Regions from separate parts of the Mus musculus genome. Here region 2 is linked to region 1. Evidence: chromatin contacts called from public ChIA-PET data. All regions are on one chromosome and are shown on one strand. Each heading gives the region's core, a stretch centred on a gene start, on an enhancer-like site or on the middle of the called end of the contact. The rest is flanking DNA. Distances are from core to core; before and after follow the strand shown. Region 1 overlaps Cep250 (centrosomal protein 250). Region 2 holds the start of Spag4 (sperm associated antigen 4).

Region 1 (6,649 bases), core at 2,506-5,005:
AGACAGGAAGAAACACTTGCTAGGGCAGTCCAGGAGAAGGAAGCCCTAGTACGGGAGAGGGCAGCTCTTGAGGTGCGCCTGCAGGCTGTGGAGCGGGACCGACAGGACCTCACTGAACATGTCCTGGGGCTCAGGTAGGGCCCACACTTAGTTCATCCGAGCACAGAGAGCTTTGCAAGGGTAAGGGTAGCCAAGCTAAGCTCCCTGTCCTCAGTGTATGCATTCTAAAAGAGCTGTAGACGTGTGATTGCCCTAGAGCTTCCCTGGTGACCTGTACTTAAAACCCAGTCCCTCTTGAGAAAGGGTAAGGGGCTTGATGGGTTAGAACTCTCCCTGATTCCTAAATCTTATAGGTCAGCCAAGGAGCAACTGGAGAGCAATCTATTTGAGGCCCAACAGCAAAATTCTGTGATACAGGTCACCAAGGGGCAGCTGGAGGTCCAGATTCAAACTATTATCCAAGCCAAGGAAGTAATTCAAGGTGAGAGCCCAGCTGGAATGGGGCACACTGCATTCCAAAGAGATAGTAACAGCCAAGAAAGCAGTGAGAGCTTTCTTCTGCCAGACTCGGGCTCTGAGAGGAAGTTGCTCCTGAGGCGGGTGGGCAGGGAGAAAGAGCAGGGCAGAGGCTCAGAGGCGATCTTACCTGATGTCATAGGGGAAGTGAAATGCCTGAAGCTGGAACTGGATGCTGAGAGGACCCGGGCAGAGCAGGAGTGGGATGCAGTAGCCAGGCAGCTAGCCCAAGCTGAGCAGGAGGGGCAAGCATCTCTGGAGCGACAGAAGGTGGCCCACGAGGAGGAGGTGAACAGGCTGCAAGAGAAATGGGTAGGTGGTGGATGTGATTGGGACATAGGGGAGGCAGACATGGCCTCCCTTCAGTGAGCCTGCCGCCTGCTGCCTCTTGGTCCAGATAATGCTTAGAAGAATGAAATATGGGGGGGAGGGTATGGGGGACTTTTGGGATAGCATTGGAAATGTAAATGAGGAAAATACCTAGTAAAAAATAAAAATAAAAAACAAAAACAAAACAAACTAAAAAACACTGACTGCTCTTCCAAAGGTGACCTTCCAAAGGTCCTGAGTTCAAATCCCAGCAACCACATGGTGGCTCACAACCACCCATAATGAGATCTGACACCCTCTTCTGAAGACAGCAACAGTGTGTACTTAGATATAATAATAAAATAAATCTTTAAAAAACTATGAATAATTTTTACTGATATATCTTAACTTCTTTTCATTCTATAATTGGTAACTATGCATCTAGATGCCTTAATGGGGAAATCTGAGAGTGTATGCCTTTAATGCATCTACTCATATTAAAACAGGTAAATAGACCTTTAGAAAACATTAATTATGAATATATTTTAAAAGGTTGACAGAAATAAAACAGTATTTATGTATAAGCATTTTAAATTAAAATATATAACTATGCCCCAAAAAAGAAGAAGAATGAAATGTGACTACCAAGATATAAAATCCAGTGTGTGTGTGTGTGTGTGTGTGTGTGTGTGTGTGTGTGTGTGTGTGTTTTGTTTGCTGCCTTGCCTGCTTGCTTGCTTGATGTGTATGAAGAATTAAGTATGGAGCCTAGGAGCAGACCTGGCAGAGCACAGTTATAATCTCAGCATCCAGGAGGCAGGAGCCTTGTGAGTTCAAGGCTACCTGTGTTACAAAGGAATACCCTTTTTCCAAAAGTTAGGAGGCTAGTGTATGTAGTATCACATGCCTTTTAATCCCAGCATTCGAGAGGCAGAGTCAGGCAGGTCTCTGTGAGTTTGAGGCCAGCTTAGTCTATAGAGATAGTTCCAGGACAGCCAGGACTAGAACTGTCTGGGGGGAAAAAAAGAATTGTTTCTTCTGCCGTCTAATTACTTAATTAAATTTCTTGTTCTTGTTTTTATTTTATACTCATGTAGATTTATTTTTATGCCTTTTGGGGCATGAGGAACTATAGTAGCTACACTCCTAAGTATGGTGCTTATGTGGCCCAGTGCTTCCTACCTCGTGTCACTCTGACTAAGGCAGATGCAGGCACCAGAGAGGACAGAGCACATATCATCTAACACTTCTCAGCTGGACGGAGTAGCAGTACACGCTTTTAATTCTAGCACTTCGTAAGCTGAGGCAGGTGGATGTCTGTGAGTTCAGTGCCAACCTGATCTACTTAATGAGTTCCAGGATTTCATAGTGAGACCCTCTCTAAACCTTTATTTAATTAAAAACAGTTACAAGGGAGTAGTCTGTCTGAGGGTGTGGGAAGGGGAAGAGAGAAGGGACCACCATGGCCCAAGTGTGACCATGATAGTCACTCCTTTCAGGAAATCTGAGGCCATTAGCTGATCAGTCAGCAGGGTTATAATCTTTTACTTTGGGCTTTCAGGAGGTATCATGACTGAATTTTAGTTGAGGAAATGCCTTGTGGACACTACTCAACTATTTGAAAATACCTGCTGTCATACCCACATAATTCCAAAAATGAGCAAATTTTTGGCTGCTTTCTTGTCAGCAAACTCACTGTAAAACATGATCAAGGGGCTAGAGAGATCCATGGTTAGAGAGTCTGCTCTTCAGAGGACCTGAGTTGGTCCCTAGTAACCACCTCAGGTGATTCCCAGTTGCCTCTAAAGCCTTCCTCTGGCCTCTGTGCCCATACATACATATATGCCACACATATACACATAAATAAAAATAAATATTCAAAAACAAAATAATCAAAAGTCTTAAGTTGATTCTCTCCCTCCAGTGTGGGTTCTGGAGCTGGGCCTCAGGTCTGCAAACTGACATAGCAGCTGCTTCTACTTTCTGCACCGTCTCACTGCCCAGGACGTGGCACTTTCAATAGCAAAATATTCTGCTCATAGCTAACCAGCACTGATAGACTATTTCTTCCTGTTTTGACATCACAAATTTAGCTCTCTGGTGGCCATACATTTAGACAGAGCGAACAACTTAATTTTGTTATTTTTATAGTTGGCTTTTTGACCCTGAAGGTTTGGTGTTTATGATGGTTGTGCAGTTGACATTATTTTATTTTATTTTTTGGTTTTGTTTTTTTGAGACAAGGTTTCTCTGTGTAGCCCTGGCTGTCCTAGAACTTACTCTTTAGACCAAGCTGGCCTCAAACTCAGATCCACCTTGCCTCTGCCTCCCAAGTACTAGGATTAAAGGAGTGCACCACCACTTCCAGTTTATATATTATTTTTTAAAAATAATCTTTTAAAAAAATATTAAATGACCTTTAAATTTTAGTGAGACAGGGATTTAAACTTCCCTGAGAAATGAGTCACCAGGCTTAAAGCAGTGCCCATGTCACAGTGAGACAGTGAAGAGATTCTAAGTCCAGACAAGCTCCCCGTCTCCTCTCTCACTCACTGGCTTTAACAGTATGGGTTCCTTTACATGATCAGGAGAAAGAGCGCTCCTGGCTGCAGCAGGAGCTGGATAAGACCCTGGAAACCCTCGAGAGGGAGAGAGCAGAGCTGGAGACAAAGCTGAGAGAGCAGCAGACAGAAATGGAAGCCATCCGTGCACAGAGGGAAGAGGAACGAAGCCAGGCTGACAGCGCCCTGTATCAAGTAAGCATCCTCGAGCTTTATATCCTCATGATGTTTGCATGCCCGGTCTCTTCCCCTCTTACTTTTCCATTCCTAAGAACAGGGCTCAGGAGGGGCTTCCTGAAGAGTGTAGCTACTGCCCTGCTGCCTGTGAGGAGACTAACATGCAGTTAGCTGCAAGCAGGCAGTGTGTCATACTTCCCGAGGGAGGGCCAGCATTGACCACATCCTGTCAGCTTATGAGCCGGTGGCAGTCTTTGCACTTCCTGGTTCTAAGTTAATGGTCCGAGACTTTCCCTTGCCCTCAGCCCCTCATCCTGTTGTTGGAAGACCTTGGAGCAGATGAGATGTGCTTATGGCCTCCTGGGTGAACATGATAATCCAGAGCCATGAAGCCCTTGCCCTTCCTGCCCTTCCCCAGATGCAGCTAGAAACAGAGAAGGAGAGAGTATCCCTCCTGGAGACACTGCTGAGGACCCAGAAGGAGCTGGCAGATGCTAGTCAACAGCTGGAAAGGCTGAGACAGGACATGAAGATTCAGAAGTTAAAGGAACAGGTATGGCGATGGCCCTGTGCCTGATCCTTCTGCTTCTACCACCTAGTGTGGACCATAACACCTCATTTAAAGTATTGTTAGGGATTGAACTGTGGGGCTTCAGTGCTAGAAGGAGGCAGTTTTTAATTACCTTTAAATTACATCTGTTTGTTTATTCTGTGTGCATGTGCATGCATGTACATATGGCATGACATGCCTATGGAATTCCCATGGTAGAGTTGGCTCTTTCCTTCTGCCAGCTGGGACCCTGGATTGACTTCGGGTCATCACACTTGGCAGCAGAACCTTCCCAGCTAAGGGTAGTTTTGAAGGACATGTTAGGCACAGGATTCCATTGTCAGAGGGCCCTGAAACAGACAGACAGAGGCTTAGGAAATATGGGGTAAAAGGAGGTACATGGCTCTAGTGTGATAAACTTGGGGTCAGTACAGAAGAGAGGAGAGAAGGAAAGGACCCCTCCTTAGCCATGGGAGCTTGGGGTTTGTTTAGAGGCCAGTGGAAAACTGGTGACTGATATTTTAAGTGTAAGAGAGATGCATGATTTTTTTATATTTATTTATTTTATGTATATGAGTACACTGTAGCTGTCTTCAGACACACCAGAAAATGGCATTGGATCCCATAACAGATGGTTGTGACCCACCATGGGGTTGCTGGAAATTGAACTCTGGACCTCTGGAAGAGCAGACAGTGCTCTTAACCTCTGAGCCATCTCTCCAGTCCCAGATTTATTTATTTTTATGTTATGTGTATGAATGTCTTGCCTGCATGTATGTATATATACCATGTTCAGGCCTGGTACCTGCAGAGGCCAGAAGATGTCAGAGCCCCTGGAACTGGAGTTAGTGAAGTTTTGAGTCACCATATGGTTTCTGGGAACTGAACCTGGGTATTCTGCAAGAGCAAAGAGCAGCCAGTGCTCTTAACCACCAACCATTTCCCTAGCCCCTCATGCATGATTTTATATATTCTTGTTTACGTTTTTTTTAAATTATTGTTATCTTTTGGTGGTTCTGGGGATCAAACCTGGATATGTTAGGCAAATGTTCAACTACTAAATTACAAAATTACTACATTTTTATTATTAACTTAATTAATTAAATAATTTTTGAGGCAGAGTTTCTCTGTTATGTAGCTTCTACATGTCTCTGCTACCCTAGAGCTAGGATTATAGGCATATGTCACCATGCCTGACCAGGATATCTTTTTAATGCTGTACTAGACCAGGTGGAAATGTGTGTGTGTGTGTGTGTGTGTGCAATTAAGTGGAAATAAGGATCTGCTTAGGAGGCTGCTAATGAGTCTGCTAGGGACAGTTACCAGCTCTTGGGCTTGCCCAGAAAAGTTGGCTGAACCCATGCAGGCATAGGAGGGGAAATGAGGTCTGAGAATAGAGGGAGAAAGTATGCATTGCTACTTCCTGCCTCAGTTTCTGCCAACTCAATAGAAACAAACAGACCAATTATTTATATAGTAAGGATTTCAGGAGCTAGCTCCCATGGGAGCTTTTCTGTACTCCCCGATTGCTTTCTATAGGAGACCACTGGCATGCTGCAGGCCCAGCTTCAGGAAACACAGCAGGAGCTGAAGGAGGCAGCCCAGCAGCACAGGGACGACCTTGCTGCCTTCCAGAAGGACAAGCTGGACCTGCAGAAGCAGGTACCTTTTTTTCTACTTGCCCCACAGCCCTTCCTTCCTACTCCCTTCTACAGACAGTGGAATCTGGGTCCTGCTTCTTGACCTCGGGAGAACAGAGATAGGCCACCGAACTAAATGCAGAGTTGAAGGGTGTTCAGAGCTGAGCATGTACCTTTGAGAGTTCTGGGATTGTATTACTAGCCCTCTTTATCCACAAATTCTGCCAATGGCCAGTTGAAAACATTGGGAAGGCTTTTTAGTGTAAATGTATAGACTTTTTTTTGTTCTCTAAAATATAACAACCGTTTACATAGCATTCACATTTCATTAGGTACTGTTTACATCATATTAGGTTTGGTAAGTAACTTGGAGATGGTTTAAAATGCATAAGAGAATGTGACTAGGTTATATTCAATTACTGTATGTTTAATCTCAGCATTTAAGAGGTGGACTGTTGAGATTGAAGTCAGTTGGAGCTGCAGAGTGGGATTCTGTCTCTAAAACAAGAGCCGGTTAGGAAGATGGCTGCACTGATAAAGTACCTGCTACACAGCGTTAGGGTCCGAGTTGAGATTCTCAGCCCCCTCATGAAGATCTGGGTGTGAAGGCAGGTGCTGACCCTAGCGCTGAAGAGGCAGAGGCAGGAGGATCTCTGGAGCTCACTGGTCGGCTGATCCTGCTGAAAGTAAATTCCAGGTTTAAGGAGAAAGAGAGACCCTGCCTCAAAAAAAAAAAAAAAGGAAAAAAAAAGGCTAGAGAATGATAGAGGACACATATTAACCTCTGACCTACCTGTGCACACACATTTGCACTTACACACACACACATTTTGATTGTGATTTCCAGTGGAGATGTGTTACAGGACACTGCAACCACTGCTTTCCACTTGTCTGGA
Region 2 (6,649 bases), core at 1,946-4,445, 86 kb after region 1:
TGTTTGCTGTTGAAGGTAAGAGCTTTCCGTGCGCTGCGTCGGATGCTCCAGCTGCCTTGTTTGCTGCTTGCTGACAATCGTGCCTCATTGCCATGACGCCTCTTAGCTCTCTGGAATCATAAGACCAAATCAACTCATTTTCTGGAAGTATCCTTGACCATGGAGTCTTATCACAGCAACAAAAACATAATGAATGTGTCTATATTGAGTGCATAGCCTGAAATCCCACAGAAGCAGGAAGGTAGAAAGGGGGAGCTCTAATAGGACATGGGTGCTCTAAAGTGGAAAAGGAGAAAAACAGGAGGTCATTCTAACTGGGGGGCGAGGGTAACACAGCAGGAGGAAAGAGAAATTACACTAACGAAGCTTGAAAACGTCATAGGGAAACATATTTTATAAGCTTACTTAACATATATTAATAACACAGAATTATATTAAGACATTATAATAACCATATAATAATAACACATATATTAATAACACTGCATTTGAGAAGCAGAGGCAGGTAGATCTGTCTGAGTTCAAGGCCAGCCTGGTCTACATAGCAGGTTCCAGGCCAGTCAGAGCTACACAGAGAAAATCTTTTCTTGAACCCACCCCCCCCCCCCAAAAAAAGAAGTGTACTATACATGTGAATGTTGTGTGTGTGTGACATGGGTGATAATGCTCCTCTCAAGAGCCAAAGACTACCAAAATCTCTAGTGCCAGGCATGGAAACCTCCCTTTGTACTGTTGGTTAAGGAGGTCCAAGGTTGCTTTTTTTTTTTTTTTTTTTTACTTTGAGATTTATTTCTTTTTATGTGCATTGGTGTTCTGCCTGCATGTCTGTGAGAGGCGCCAGATCCTCAGCAACTGGAGTTACAGACAGCTGTGAGCTGTCATGTGGGTGCTGGGAACTGAACTCAGTCCTCAAGGACAGTGCTCTGAACCACTGGGCCATCTCTCCTGCCAGGTCGCTCTCTTTTCAAGTAAGATCCAGGTTAGGTGACAATGACAAGGTACTTAAATGCTGAGGAGGCTTCACCTTCCTCTGTCAGAGAAACTGCAATCCAGTGGAATTTTCGAACAGACCCAGGGCAGGGTCAGATGGGCTTCCTGCTTTGCTTGCCTCCGGGGCTCTATGGAATCTAATGAAACATAGTAATGTCACCTCTCTAGAGCCTGGTACAATACAAGAACCTCCTCTGGACTGGAACACAGCTTAGCAGAACAGACTGTCTTTATACCTCAGCCTCTAAGAACTGCCACTTCCCCAAGCTGATTAGCATTCTAAGTAAGATGTGATGTGAGAAGAAAAACACCGGGTGGGTGCAGGATTTTGGAATTCTGTTTTTGTCATTGTGGTTTTATATAGCTCTAGCTGTCCTGGAACTCTTTATGGAGACTAGACTGGCCTTGAATTCAGAACTCAGAGATCCTTCTACTTTGGCCTCCATAGTGTTAGGATTAAAGAAGTGTGCTACCACCTTGCTGGGTCAGGATTCCCAAATTCAAACCTGTGATGCAACATGATCTCAGAGAAGTAAGTCCTTTTCCCTCGGGAGCTGACAGACTCCCTGTGTAAATCTTGCAGGTTGCACTACATTGTTGCTGTTCCTGGTACAGACATTAATTAGATACAAGCATGTAGTTATTCAAAATGTGGTTCTAGGATAGCAAGATGGCTCAGCAGGTAAAGGCACTTGTTGCCGAGCTTAAAGCTTATTCTCTCTCTGTCTGTCTCTGTCTCTGTCTCTTTCTCTCTCTGTCTCTCTGTCTCTCTGTCCCTCTGTCTCTCTCTCAGCTGGGAGTTGTGGTACATGCCTTTACCTCAGAGCTTGGGAGGTGGGGGAGGCAGGCAGATCTGAGCTCCAGACTGGCTTTGGCTGCATAGTGAGACTCTGTTTTAAAAGTGAATAGGAGGGGCCATAATAAATGTTTTAGTGTGTTGGATGATGCTCTGTTCCTTCCTAATATTTACTGCTTCCCTAAATACTAGGGCACTTACCAGGCTAGACCCGTCTAGGTACTGCAGGATACAGAAGTGAACAAAATCTAGGTGCCATTGTAGCTGGTCATGATGGACATGATGACATGCCCATAGTCTCAGGCTTGGGAGACTGTACCGGGAGTATGGTCCTGACTCGGGACCATCCTGGGTTATATATCCAGTACCAGGCTAGCAAAAGAATCAAAGCAAAACCTCTTGTCTAAATTACATAGGAGATTGGGGCAATGTCATAATCAATAAAATGTGCGGAAGCCCGGGGACCCATGTGCAGATACCCAGCACTGTAGGTAAAAAGCGACAGACCAGAGCTCAGGGGACTGTGATCCCGACTCTGAAGAGAGAGAAACAGCAGAATCCCTAGGACCCGTTGGTTAGCTCTCTAGTCAAACTTGTAAGAGACCGTGACTCAGAACAGAGAGGAGGAGTTGAGATGGCCCAGTGGATAAACCTCACGCTTGCTGCCTAAGCATGAGGACTTGCTTGTAAACCCCGAATCCACATAAACAGAGGGTGCTGTGGTACTTGCCTGTCACTGAAGCTCTGTGGGAGTAGGGACAAGTGGAACCATGGAGTCGTCCCAGCCCTCGTTCAATGGTTCTCAAACTGTGGGTCGGGACCTCCTTTGCAAACCTCTATCTCCAAAAGTTTATTCATAACAGTAGCAAAATTACAGGTTTTCTTTTAAAGACTTATTTATTTTATGTATATGAGTACACAGTTGCTGTCTTCAGACACACCAGAAAAGGGCATCGGATCCCATTACAGATGGTTGTGAGCCACCATGTGGTTGCTGGGAATTGAACTCAGGACCACTGGAAGAGCAGTGAGTGCTCTTAACCGCTGAGCCACCTTTCCAGTCCAACAAAAATATAGTTATGAAATAACAATGAGAATAATTTTATGGTTGGAGGTCACCCAACATGAGGAACTGTATTTAAAGGTCGCAGCATTAGGAAGATTGAGAACCGCTGGGGCCTAGTTGAAAAAACAAAACAAAAAAGTGAGCCCCAGGTTCAGAAAGAGAGAATCTATCTCGAAAGCTAAGGTGGGGAGCAGGAGAAGACAGCAGCAGAGATCAACTTCTGGATGGACACACACACACACACACACACACCCAAACCATGAACAAAAATGTATCAGGAAAGGGGGATGGGCTGCTGGCTCCCAGTGACGTCACGGGCGCTCTGTGACGCGGCTCCTCTGTGACGGTGACAACAGCACAGCAGCGGGAGGGTCGGCCGAGCCGCCGCGGGGCTCACGCAGGGTGCTACCCTGCGGCGCGAGGCAGCTGAGGAAGGGCCGAGGGCTTTGGCTGCGGCGACTTCGGCTTCCCAGAGGGGTAGCCCAGGTCAGGATGCGGCGGAGCCCCCGCTCAGGCTCGGCCGCATCCTCTCATAATCACACACCCAACTTCTACAGCGAGAACAGCAATAGTTCCCACAGCGCGACTTCGGGGGACAGCAATGGGCGCCGGTCCGCTGGGCCGGAGCTCGGGGAGCCCGAGGGCAGAAGGGCCCGGGGCTCGAGCTGTGGTGAGCCCGCCTTAAGCCCAGGAATGCCCGGAGGAGACACATGGGCAGGAAGCTCTCGGCCGAAGCTGGCGCCTCGGAGCCACAATGGGCAGACCGCCTGTGGCGCGGCAACCGTGAGGGGCGGGGCCTCGGGTGCGGGCGGGGTCGAACCCGGGGGCGAGAGGGCGGGGCGGGCTCGGGGGCGGGGCCCGGCGCGGACCTGGGTGCAGAAGCCCCGACCTGGCTCACGAGGGGACGTGCTCGACACGTGTCCCTCGGGGGCGAGCTCGGTGCCATGGCCGGTCCCGGGAGGGGGCGGAGGAAATCCTGTGCCTGGGCATGGCTGAGGAGGTGCCGCAGGGCCGGCGTGAGTGTGACCCTAGTCCGGCCGCACGGGGACTCAGACTGGGGGGCGGTTTCCACTGATTGAGACTCTCCAGCTCCGGGTCTGGGCGTGTGCAGGGAGTGTGACCTGGGGCAAAGGCCTGGACTAAAAGCCTGTTTGAGAGGCTGCCCAGCTGTTTGGCACTAGGGTCAGGAGCCTGCGCCCGGGCCCCGAGGGGAAGAGCGGGCCTGTGGTGCACAAAACCTCAATGGTGCCCTGGGCTCTTGCAGAACCGTCTGGATCTTCTGTAGTTTTGGAGGAACAACTCAACCTTCTCCCGATCCTGGATCTGAGGCAGGAGATGCCTACCCCGAGGGTGTCCAAGAGCTTCCTGAGTACGAGCCAGGCCAGCCCCATCCCCTCTGACCTTGGCACTCAGAACCCCATTTCTGCTGAGTCTGAGTCAGAGAAACCAGCCCAGATGCCCTTTGACCTCTGCTCTCGGACCCCCGCCCCTGTTCCCAGTTCTCCTCCTCGAGCCTGTGCCCTAGTGTCCAGCCTCAGCTCATTTCCCCAAACGACCCTTGCCTCCTGAGCCCCAGACTCTTGTCCTCCGCACCACCCCAGTCCCCACCCCGGCTTCTCTTGAGCCCTTCTGAACCTGCACTACCTCACCTTCATGGATCACCCTCTCTGAGCTGCTTCTCCGGTCTCCGTCCCTAGGCCTCCTCTTTCAGGTGCTGAGCATGGTGTTATCCCTGGCAGTCGATGGGCTGGTCTGTGTGTGCAGGTCAGAGGGAACGGCAGGGCTCAGGGAAGGGCAGCAGGGCTGGCCCCACCCAGGCTAGAGCAGATCCAGATCTGCTTGAGTTCCCAGAAACTGGGCGGGTCTAGGACCCCCACGGTCGAGGCTTGAGTGGTTCAGGGCCTCTAGGCAGCAGCTTCCACTCCTGTTCTTTAGGGAAATCTGCTCCATCCGCTTCCTGTTCACTGCTGTGTCGCTCCTGAGCATCTTTCTGGCAGGTGAGGAGCATCGATTCCCTGGGACCCAGCTCTGCAGGTTTGGGGCCAAGTCCAGCCCCCCCCCCCCGAACTCCGTCTTGGTGGCCTTCAGCCCATTCTAGTGACCCCCCCCATCTTGGTCTCCCGAGTGTGCTCCGGCAGCCCTAGGTTTCACCCCAACTCCTTGCTTTCTTCCTTGTCCTCTTACATCAGAGGACACCTTTCCTCTTTTTCTTCCTCCAGCACTCTGGTGGGGGCTCCTGTACCTGATCCCTCCTTTGGAGAACGTGAGTTGGGGAGACCTATGTCTCCAGGTGGGGTGAGGTTGTGTGTATGTGGGGGGCATCCCTGGGCTGTTGGGATGGGGGCAGTGTAGGAAGCACTGAGTATAAATCCCCATGGGCCAACCAAGAATGGTAGGGCAATGTTGACAGAGAAGGGTGCTTACTGGTCCCTTCCTCCACAGGAACCTACGGAGATGCTGACTCTAAGGTGAAAGGGCAGCTGGGGCAGGCCTGGGCAACACTGGCAATGCCTCTGTGGGTGCTTTCTGAGAGGAATGCACAGGGACAGGTAGCTAACTGCATGGTACCCACCTCCCAACTACAGCCAATACCACCACCGCGTGCATTCCCAGGGCCAGCAACTGCAGCAGCTCCAGGCAGAACTGAATAAACTCCACAAGGAGGTGTCCAGCGTTCGTGCAGCCCACAGTGAGGTGGGCTATGGCCCAGCTGGGAGGCTCAGGGGTCTAGCTGTGTTCACTTGGAAGACTGGGTCCCAGTGTGGGGAATCTTTCTCAAGGCCCTTAAGTTCCTACCTCAGAGCATCGAGTTACTGAGAAGCAGGCCTGCCTATAAGCTAGTTCACAGTCCTCCTGGGTCACCCTCTGCCTTTCTAGAGAGTGGCCAAGCTCGTGTTCCAGAGGCTGAATGAAGACTTCGTGCGCAAACCTGACTATGCACTGAGCTCTGTGGGTAAGACACAGAGAGATGTGGAAAGAGCTGGAGTGACGGTCCTAGACAGCCATTCTACCGCGCTGTTGAGAAGTCCCAGTAGGAGCCCCTGAAATTGACTTGTGCCTGTTCCAGGAGCCTCCATCGACCTGGAGAAGACGTCCAGTGACTACGAGGACCAGAACACTGCCTACTTCTGGAACCGCTTGAGCTTCTGGAACTATGCCCGCCCGCCTTCTGTCATATTGGAGGTGGGCCTGGAGCCAGAGGGCTTGGGGACAGTACCAAGGGGCAAGAGCTGGGGACAGGAGTCAGCCTGGTGCAGGGAGGAGTGGAGCCCAGGTCAGTTTGGCTCCAGGAGGCACTCCCCACTGGAAGAAGAATCTGGCATATTATGGTAGGGCGCCAACCAGGCAGAATCTGGACTTAACACTGAAGAGACCCAGCATTGCTTCGTCTGGCTAGGCAGAAACCAGGGCAGCCGGCAGAGCTCTGGGCTGAGCAGCGGCCCTAAGATTGGTCTTCTGGGTTTGTCTTAACGTTCTGACGGTCTGCCCAAACCCCTGCAGCCAGATGTGTTCCCTGGAAATTGCTGGGCTTTTGAAGGTGATAAAGGCCAGGTGGTGATCCGACTGCCAGGTCATGTGCAGTTAAGCGACATCACCCTGCAGCATCCTCCACCCACTGTGGCACACACCGGAGGGGCCAGCAGCGCGCCTCGGGACTTTGCAGTCTATGTGAGTGGGGTTGAGTGCAGGGAGGTGGGGGAACTCTGACCAGGAACACGAGGCAGTGGTGTGTTGTTGGCTGCTCTAGGTTTATAAATGAGCATAACCACATCCAGATATTAGGTATGGTTTGCCAA

Evidence for each region. ChIA-PET counts read pairs in DNA pulled down with a chosen protein or histone mark.
Region 2: a contact with region 1 is called in an RNA polymerase II ChIA-PET map of memory CD8 T cells, with 288 read pairs. The contact joins the promoter of Spag4 here to the enhancer-like site in region 1. A contact is called at or near these places in 8 of 39 promoter capture datasets (the HPC-7 cell line, Sertoli cells, embryonic stem cells and 5 more), 13 of 484 Hi-C or Micro-C datasets (the AML12 cell line, the P5424 cell line, Th1 cells and 9 more), 10 of 115 datasets of contacts at active chromatin or transcription factors (the 230-238 cell line, double positive thymocytes, effector CD8 T cells and 5 more) and 4 of 9 other capture datasets (adipose tissue, embryonic stem cells, liver and 1 more).

What each region holds. Positions count from the first base shown.
Region 1 is chr2:155,975,731-155,982,379 of GRCm38.p6, forward strand. Cep250 (centrosomal protein 250) reads left to right here. Exons shown (of 33, transcript NM_001130000.1): 16 at 1-134; 17 at 354-481; 18 at 659-828; 19 at 3,414-3,581; 20 at 3,982-4,116; 21 at 5,653-5,775. Among named protein-coding and RNA genes, the nearest start is that of Cep250, 22 kb to the left of the region's middle. Within about 2 kb of position 3,756, at least 188 of the 459 cell types and tissues checked have an H3K27ac peak or open chromatin away from gene starts, as enhancers often do. A contact at or near this core is called in the 230-238 cell line, the HPC-7 cell line, the P5424 cell line and 8 more, where this site is marked.
Region 2 is chr2:156,062,018-156,068,666 of GRCm38.p6, forward strand. Spag4 (sperm associated antigen 4) reads left to right here and starts at 3,196. Exons shown (of 12, transcript NM_139151.4): 1 at 3,196-3,654; 2 at 4,117-4,221; 3 at 4,550-4,616; 4 at 4,788-4,849; 5 at 5,072-5,115; 6 at 5,295-5,320; 7 at 5,438-5,546; 8 at 5,730-5,805; 9 at 5,920-6,035; 10 at 6,354-6,521. The coding sequence starts at 3,345. It overlaps Gm39970 (a long non-coding RNA gene), which reads right to left and starts at 2,597. Exons shown (of 3, transcript XR_866890.1): 1 at 1,988-2,597; 2 at 1-110.